Linked DNA regions of Mus musculus: regions 2 and 3 are each linked to region 1. The links are chromatin contacts, called in public Hi-C maps. All regions are on one chromosome and are shown on one strand. Each heading gives the region's core, a stretch centred on a gene start, on an enhancer-like site or on the middle of the called end of the contact. The rest is flanking DNA. Distances are from core to core; before and after follow the strand shown. Region 1 overlaps Slc7a11 (solute carrier family 7 (cationic amino acid transporter, y+ system), member 11). Region 2 has its middle 22 kb from the start of Gm35891. Region 3 has its middle 37 kb from the start of Gm40044.

Region 1 (3,092 bases), core at 367-2,866:
TAGATGTATTTCTGTGTGCTTGAGTTGTGAGCTAAGTTCTAGAATACCCAGAGTTACATGATAAGAAGAGTTTGTCTCAAGAGCAAGAAGAAAGAAAGAAAGAAAGAAAGAAAGAAAGAAAGAAAGAAAGAAAGAAAGAAAGAAAGAAAGAAAGAAAGAAAGAAAGAAAGGAAGAAAGAAAGAAAGAACTCAATCAATCAATCAATCCTTGGTTCCCACAAGAAGTTTATTAGGTGAGGATAGAACACACAAACAGCAGGTGAATACCTGTAAATTTGTGAAAATCATGACAAAGGGCCCTGTTCTGTTTATTAGGCTAATCGGTGCAAATAGACAATATGGTCCTAATGGGCTATTGAAAACATCTTCAGTAGTGCAGGAGACTTGGTGAATGATCCTTTCCTGCTCATATTCATGCTTTTAAGAGAACAAAACACACAGAATACTGACTTAAAATCTTCCAGACCACTGAGATTTACCAGGAACTGTCTGTCTCCTGTGAGCACATTTAATAAAGAAAATAAATAGAATCAGGGATTCCTCATAACACAGCATGATCGATTTCCTCACAAGTGTTATTCTTGTTTCCTGGCACACACACAAATCATGAGCCCTGTCCTTAAGGTAATCTTACTGAGTTAGATTCCTGGATGTGGCCCTTGGTTTTATGGTCTAAGAAATTAGCTCATTTCCCCCATTTGACCACCTATACTGTAACTGTCTTCTGAAATTAACTCTGGCCACTGTAGTAGGGTTTCTTTTATCTCAGGTCTCCTCATAGTCCACTCCCCTTCCCAGAGTTTGCATCTTCTGCCAACTACATCGGGTATACTAGAGCTGAAAGGACAGGCAGAGTCTGCCACCATAGCATCCTTCACTAACAAGCAAGATGCTGAGAAAGGACAAAGAACAAAGATAGCTAAATTTAAAGCAAAATAATCCAGATGCAGAAATGGAATCTTGGCTGATGTGGTGGTCACATGTCTATAGTCACAGAGCTGGGCAGCAGCAGCACTGCAAGTTCAAGGTCATCCTGAGCTACATGCTAAGATCCTAGCCCAGAAAAACAAAAGGCAGAAAAACCTAGAATCTTCTCTGACCCATGTGGCTCTATGAGCACAGCACCACTTTGAAGCTCACTTTGTCTAGCAGGATCAATGGTCTACCAAGCTGTCTCCTGTCCTGTGGTCATACTGTTAGCTCTCTCTTTACCTACGTCCAACTTTCCCCGGAATATCCAATGGGTGATAGACGGTCTTTAAAGTATTTTGCTTGACATACCCACACTCTAACCTATGATTTGTATTTGATGCTAAAAGTCTAAGGGCTGCCTCCTCCTCTTCCTCCTCTAGCACCTACCCACTCCTCTGTGTGTGTGTGTCTGTGTCTGTTTATCTGTTTGTGGTTATGTCCATCTAATGTGGGTATGTTCATCTGTATTCAGGTCTCTGTGAAAGCTAGAAGGCATAGGATCCCTTGGAGGTGGTGGTATGTGTGCTTGTAATCCATCCAACATGGATACTGGGAACTGAACCTGAATCTTGAAACAGCAGCAAGCGGTCCTAACCACTAAGCCATCTTTCCAGCCTTAAGATTCATCTATTTCACCAGATTGTGACGACTTTCCTTTCTGTCTCCAAGAACACGAGTCATCTGCATGACCATTGACTTCTTCACATTTCCCCATCCAAAAGCAGAACTTGAATTTCCTAAAACTCAAAGCAAGGTTAGTTGCTAGCATGTCCTACAGTTCCAATGCTAAAATCTCAAGGTTGATATCAAACAAGATACTGGACAAGAGTCCTTTACATTTATTTTGGAAATTTACATGACTAACCAAATTCTCTGGCTTGGATAATTTTGAGTTATAAATATTCTTTATAAACAAACCATCTCCTCTCGTCTCATTTGCTTTTCCAGTAGCAGAGAGAATCAATAAATGGATCATTTTTCACTAATAAAGAAACACCTGCAGCCCTGTATTTACGAAGGGAGTGCAGGGACAAAGTGTTGATTCATCTTATTCTCTAAGTAGGTGGATCTCTATCTTAGGCCAGGGATAGGTGACTATGTTTCTTCTGCTGCATGCCATGTCACTGTGTCTCCCTAGCAGTGGAAGAAGTGTCAGTTAACTTCTCAAAGATGCTGTTTTATTATGACCAAACACGCAAAAGAAGGTTAAAGAAGTCCCCACCACTATAACTCCATTTAAACTGGTTGTCACAAGAAGAAAACCCACTGGACTTGAAATCAAGTTAATATTTCCAAGCACTGATTTCCATTCTCCAAAGACTTTCCTTGGCACCTGCCTGCCAGTCTCAATGACTGCTAGATCAGGTCCCAAAGCCTTCCAGTGGAAGCTTAGGCTTCCCACAGGCCAACATCTGCAATGTCCTACACAGGATGCATTACGCATCAGTCCCTGAAAGCAATCATTCTTCTACAGTTTCTGGATGCCCAGGCCCTGCGTCAGACACCTCCATCTCTCTGTTCTGCTTTCTACTTCCTCTTCTTCTATAGTAAAGTTCTATAGTTACTTCCTTAGTTCACACTGATGTCTTTTGTGATCAAGGGCTCACTTCTGCCTTTCCTCCCACAAGATTAACTGGTTTGTTAGAAAGACTCTGAGCTCTGGAGCTAGAAAATCATAGACTGTTGTCCTAATCTCTCTGGACAACTGCATAGCCATAAGAATGAAGGCATTCTACTTCTTTGAGCCTCAGCTTTCTCCTCTGCATGAGAAACATATCATACAATGAAACAAATCACCTGAGTTACTAACCCCTGTAGCCCATCTATGAGCCAGATTAAAATGCTGTTTGTATATTTACTAAAGAAATATTTTTAAAGCTGTGCATATATATATACATATATGTATATGTGTGTGAGAAAGAGAGAATATATGTGTATATATGTGTGTATATGAGTGTATGTGTAAGTGTGCAAATATATATTTCTATTTAATATATTTATATATGTATATAAAACAAGATTTTATATCTTTATATTATGTAAAAATTAACAAAATTTTAGCTTGCATTCTTGTAAACTGTACTAACTATCTTCTTTACTGGAAAAAGTAAGGATAAAAT
Region 2 (3,105 bases), core at 577-3,076, 750 kb after region 1:
TGTGCATGCATGTGTATGTATTGGTGTATATGTGTGCATGTGTTGGTGTCTGCATAAGTATATCCATGTGTGTATTTGTGTGTGTGTGTGTGTGTGTGTGTGTGTACATGTGTATGAATTCTTCCCCAAATTCTCTGCCCTCCCTTCTCATCGTTCAGACTCAAAATGACTTCATAGAGCTACCAACTGCTACACTACCAACTAGAAACCCCAGGAGTGTGCGGTCAGGCAGGGTGGGCAACCCTTCACTCGTGCCGCCTGCCATGCTTTTTAAAGGACTCCTTCCTAAGTGCACAGAGAGCTCCTGAGCCAGCCTGCTGTCCTCATCATCAGCCAAGCATCCAGCTCCTTGATGGGAAAGCTCCACTCATGCATGGTGGCTCCAGGCAAATTCTCCCCGCTCTGGCCTTAAAAAAGGACATGCAGAGTTCCACAAAACAAATGAACCATGCGAGAAAGCTTTAGGCCACTTGGCCTTCAGCTAAGGCTCTCAAACTGAGGGAGGCCTCTGTGGATACTGCACATACCACCAAAACTTGAGCTGTGACTCTGTGTGCTTGTGTGGAGCCCGTGAGGTGGCCAGGGGACAATGTCATCCCTCAAACATTCCTTGCTTTGTTTTTTGTTTGTTTGTTTGTTTGTTTTTGATTTGTTGGGAGTAGGGGGGTTGTTCGTGTGTGTGTGTGTGTGTGTGTGTGTGTGTGTGTGTGTGTGTTGCTGTTGTTGTTGCTGCTGTTGTTGTTGTCATCGTTTTGAAACAAGGTCTCACTATGTGGCCCTAACTGATCTGAAACTTGTTATATAAGCCAGGCCTGTCTCCAACTCGTAGATCGGCCTGCCTCTGTCTACTGTATGTTGGTTGGGACTAAAGGTGTGCCCCACCATGTCCAGCCTCTCCTAGGGGTTGGATAAACAGGAAAGACATTCTATCCTGCTCTGGGTACTTCCATGCTGGACTATGTTACTAGATCTTGACATCTCATGAACTCCTGAGTCTCCTACACACCTTGGGGATCAACAGGAAGCAGGGCGCTGTTTCTTGGTTCCTCTATCCTTGTCAACCTTGTGGCATGACCATCTTCCTTTGCTCCCTTAAAAATTGGGGTGACAACTTCATTGTGGTGGAAAGAGCCAGATCAGCACAAATGCTGCCAGAAGAAGTAAGGAGAAATAAAAAATGCCCCTCCCTTTATATAATCTTTTATTTAATAATTTGCTGTCTTCTGGGTTGAGTGACATCCAGTATATTTTTCAGACTTTTTTTTAAGATATTTCCTGATGAAGCATGAAAAACAAAAGGGTTTAGGGAGTCAGACAAACTTGGTTTAACTTCTTGCCTGCTCATTTACTGTGTGATTCTGGAAGATTCTCTTTGTCTCTTCCCACATCTTATCCACTGTAAAACAGGAAACACAAGAGCAGACCACAGCTCTGTGACATCAGAGTGACTGACTGCCAGGACTTATCAAGAGGCTGGAACCTGGCCTGGTGCACTGTGAACGCTCGGTTAATGTTAACAGTGAAATAGGAAAGCAGTCTCTCTCCACTGACGCGTGGCCTCTGTCTCCATCCTGCAAAGTATGAACAGTGACACCCTCTCCATTAGTCACTCCTCTTATGACTGTGACCAAATACCTGAGGAGAGCAAGTGAAGGATTTCTTTTGACTTGGAATTTGAAGGGATACAGTCCATCTTGGCAAAGAAGACATGATGGCAAGAGTGAGGGGCTGGACATGGAGATAAGTAGGCAGAGCGTGGAGGCAGGCACTCAGCCCTTCTCAGGTTTTGTGGTTTTTTGTTTGTTTGTTTGTTTGTTTAATACTGAAGACATATCAGGAGCTGTGTCTCCTAGGTGTTGCTAGATACAGCCAAGCTGACGGTGAAGATTAAACAGAATGTGGCCATACAAAATTGCAGTGTCAGACATGCGGTCACAGGGACTCGATTAGAATTCTTGATCTTCAAATAACAAACCCCAGTGATCCAATCAGCGCACGCACACACACACACACACACACACACACACACACACTTCCTCGATGAAGGGCTCCGATTGACTTAGCAGAATGCCACCGTGGCTTGAGCCCCCTGATTCTGGTCATACATCACACCTCAAAGACCTCTTTCTGAGTCTTTAAATAGTATCTATATCCTATCTACTTTGTGCTGCGTAAAAACAGCTAACAGCCTTAGGGCAACAGAGCTTCTGCTGTTGACACTCTGTGTTTTATAGTTTTTCCCTCCTCTCCCTTTTAAGCTTGCTGTAGTTCAATACACTCTATATAGGACCAAAAAAAAAAAAAATTGAGTTGTGATTGGAATGCCTGGGATCTCCCCACGCCTAAAATTAAAATAATACACTTGGGTCCAGAGAATAAATGGGTATTGATTCCATATTAGCTATCAAGGGTGCTCCCTTTCCCCCACAACCAGAAATCATCAGAGGGTCCTCCTGGCTGACCTAAGCAGCTCTCGTGCTGCCTTCCGAAGCCCAGCTACAGCCCTGAAGTGAGATCCTCCCAGTGTCACACTCGAAGGAGACGAGAAAGGTTCTGGTTATCTCTCTAACCTGCAACCTCACCCATCAGTTTAAGTCATGCACTGATTCATTCGTTCATCAGCTACTACAGCCCTATGTGTTACTCTGATAGACAATCCTCAGATACCGGGCCAAAGAAGCCAAAGAGTGCCCCAAGTCTCTAAATGCAAATATGTGTTCACTAAAAAGGCATGAGGCCTAGAGCCAGCATGTATGGGGCTTGCTAGGCAAGGCTAGAGATCTGAATTCAAGCCCCTGGACCTACATGAAGGTAGAAGGAGAGAACTAACTCCACAAAGGTGTCCTCTGACCTCCAAATGAACTTCGTGGAATATGTGCTCACACACATACACCATGCACATGCATACACACACACATACTATGCACCCACACACATACACACACGCAGCATGAACACATACCATGTACTCACACACATACATACACATATACCATGCACACACATACATACACAATGCACACACATATACACGTACACCATGAACACATACCATGTACTCACACACATACATACACACACATACCATGCACACACATACATTAT
Region 3 (2,914 bases), core at 284-2,783, 780 kb after region 1:
GTTCTAGATAGCGTAGTGACTTCAGGCTGAAAGGCTGGATTATATAATCTCACTGAGAGGCCACTGAGACGGGTCATCTGGTACAGCTGCTTGCCGCACCAGCGTGAAGCTCTGAGTGGGAACCCTGGCACCTCTGTAAAAGTGAAAGGGAAGAACCAATGCTCCCACCATGTAAAATAAATCTAAAAGGAAAAAAGAAAATGGCGAGCGTGAACGCAGAGCGAAGGGAGTGGCTAGACACTGCCGGTAAGGGTGTAAGCTACTCTAGTAATTGATAAGGATTTCCTTCCGAGTGACCCAGTTACCCACGTCACACACCACAGAGGCATTTGCACACCAGTGTTTACAGTCAGTCATTTGTATGCAAAACACATACAAAACCCTTTACTCAATCACTTTGTGAATAGGCAAGGATAAGTATTCAAGCAGGATGAAAGGGCTCCTCACCCTTGACCAGAGAAGAGTACAGGCCAGCTGGGTCAGATGGGCCACGGAAAAGATGAACTAGATTATTACGTAAGTTTCACTAAACTGTAATAATAAAAATACAGGGCTTTTTTTTCAGTGAACTGTCACTGGGTATACCAACCACACTCCAAGGAGTAGTTAGCCAAGACAAAACAAACGCAGTGTGGATTTTTTTGTTGTTGCTGTTGTTGGTTGGTTTATATATTATTCTCTTGTCTTACTGATCATTTGTTTAATCGTTTTTAATTTCTGTTTTGTGAAAATTTTCATTTGTTTTTGCTTTGGAAAAGAAAGCAAGCACATAAAGCCAGGTGGGGTGGGAAGCGGGGAGGACCTGAGAAGCGTGAGGGGAAGAAAAAGATGACCAAATACACTTTATAAACGTTCTTAAGGCCAGGCAGGGATCCCAGTACTGGCAGGCAGAGGCAGGTAGAGCTCTGAATTCGAGGCCAGGCTAGTCTACACAGCAAGGTTGGGACATCCAGGGCTGCACAGAGAAACATTGTCTTGAAAAACAACGGTTTTGTTTTGTTTTGTTTGATTTTTCTTTATTTAACATTTCAAATGTTATCCCCTTCCCTAGTTTCCCCTCCGAAAATCCCCTATCCCCTTCCCCCTCCCCATGATCCCCAACACACCCACTCCCATTCCTGGCCCTGGCATTCCTCTATACTGGGGCATAGAACCTTCACAGGACCATGGGCCTCTCCTCCCATTGATGACTGACTAGGCCATCCTCTGCTACATATATAGCTAGAGCCACAAGTTCCACCAGGTGTCTTCTTTGATTGGTGGTATAGTTCCAAGGAGCTCTGGGGGTACTGGTTAGTTCATATCGATGTTCCTCCTATGGGGCTTCAGTCCCCTTCAGCTCCCTGGGTATTTCTCTGGCACCTTCATTGGGGGCCTTGTGCTCCATCCAATGGATAACTGAGAGCATCCACTTCTGTATTTACCAGGAACTGGCAGAGCCTCGCAGGAGACAGCTATATCAGGCTCCTGTTAGCAGGCTCTTGTTGGCCTCTGCCTAGTGACTAAGTTTGGTGGTTGTTTATGGGGTGGATCCCCAAATAGAGCAGTCTCTGGATGGTGTTCCTGCAGGCTCTGCTCTGAACTTTGTAACTCCTTCCATGGGTGTTTTTGTTCCCCATTCTAAGAAGGAACAAAGTATCCACACTTTGGTCTTCCTTCTTCTTGATTTCATGTGTTTTGCAAATTGTATCTTGGGTATTCTAAGTTTCTGGGCTAATATCCACTTATCAGTGAGTGCACATCATGTGTGTTCTTTTGTGATTGGGTTCCCTCACTCAGGATGATACCCTCCAGATACATCCATTTGCCTAAGAATTTCATAAATCCATTGTTTTTAATTGCTGAGGAGTACTCCATTGTGTAAATGTACCACATTTTCTGTATCCATTCCTAGTCACTAGGCAGAGGCCAACAAGAGCCTGCTAACAGGAGCCTGATATAGCTGTCTCCTACGAGGCTCTGCCAGTTCCTGGCAGATATTGAGGGATATCTGGGTTCTTTCCAGTTTCTGGCTATTATAAATAGGGCTGCTATGAACATAGTGGAACATGTGTCCTTATTACCAGTTGGAACATCTTCTGGGTATATGCTAGGAGAGGTATTGCTGGATCCTCCGGTAGTACTATGTCTCATTTTCTGAGGAACCGCCAGACTGACTTCCAGAGTGGTTGTACAAGCTTGCAATCCCACCAACAATGGAGGAGTGTTCCTCTTTCTCCACATCCTCGCCAGCATCTGCTGTCACCTGAATTTTTGATCTTAGCCATTCTGACTGGTGTGAGGTGGACTCTCAGGGTTGGAAAAACAATGGTTTTAATTTAAAAGAAGATGAAATGTTAGGCTAGAAGAGAGCGGTTCTGTGAAGTGAGCTTTCTAAGTATCCTGGTAAATGCACTGTTACCATGAGAGCCATTCCAGGGCTTTGCAGACCATGTAAGACAATGCCTTCATTCTTTCAGGCCATGTCACCCAAGCAAAAACCAGACCTAATCCAGGTGTAACCATATTCAAAACTCTGGGAATTCTGAGAGGTTGCTAAATATATGCTAAAGACTGTCAAGGATGGACTTAGTCCTGGGAAGTGAAAAAAGCACACTGACCAATCAGAAGCCAGTCAGTGTCACTAACCCTAACACACTGCAACGGTCAGGATCTAACCAGACAGGCAGAACCTGGGCTGAACGAGATCTATTGCAAGGACTTAGCTTACATAACTGTGGATCAGCTAAGCAAGTTCAAAATCCATAGGGCAGATGGCAAGCTGGAAGCCGCAGACGTCACGGAAAACCTGGTTCTGCTTTTACGGCAGATTAACTCCGTGTCACCCAGAAGAACAGTGACCGTACATCCCCTTCCTCCAAAATCCACGGATCGTACAAGCCCTTGAGAGTTACAAGTCACCTCACAGCAACAC

The links. A called contact is a pair of places that touch in the nucleus more often than the background predicts.
Region 2: a contact with region 1 is called in a Hi-C map of bone marrow-derived macrophages, with 12 read pairs. The contact joins two enhancer-like sites. A contact is called at or near these places in 1 of 484 Hi-C or Micro-C datasets (bone marrow-derived macrophages), 1 of 115 datasets of contacts at active chromatin or transcription factors (bone marrow-derived dendritic cells) and 1 of 9 other capture datasets (embryonic stem cells).
Region 3: a contact with region 1 is called in a Hi-C map of bone marrow-derived macrophages, with 12 read pairs. The contact joins two enhancer-like sites.

What each region holds. Positions count from the first base shown.
Region 1 is chr3:50,404,480-50,407,571 of GRCm38.p6, forward strand. All of the region lies in intron 6 of Slc7a11 (solute carrier family 7 (cationic amino acid transporter, y+ system), member 11), which reads right to left. Among named protein-coding and RNA genes, the nearest start is that of Slc7a11, 38 kb to the right of the region's middle. Within about 2 kb of position 1,617, at least 57 of the 459 cell types and tissues checked have an H3K27ac peak or open chromatin away from gene starts, as enhancers often do. A contact at or near this core is called in bone marrow-derived macrophages, where this site is marked.
Region 2 is chr3:51,149,840-51,152,944 of GRCm38.p6, forward strand. No RefSeq gene overlaps it. Among named protein-coding and RNA genes, the nearest start is that of Gm35891, 22 kb to the left of the region's middle. Within about 2 kb of position 1,827, at least 23 of the 459 cell types and tissues checked have an H3K27ac peak or open chromatin away from gene starts, as enhancers often do. A contact at or near this core is called in bone marrow-derived macrophages, where this site is marked.
Region 3 is chr3:51,182,203-51,185,116 of GRCm38.p6, forward strand. No RefSeq gene overlaps it. Among named protein-coding and RNA genes, the nearest start is that of Gm40044, 37 kb to the right of the region's middle. Within about 2 kb of position 1,534, at least 17 of the 459 cell types and tissues checked have an H3K27ac peak or open chromatin away from gene starts, as enhancers often do. A contact at or near this core is called in bone marrow-derived macrophages, where this site is marked.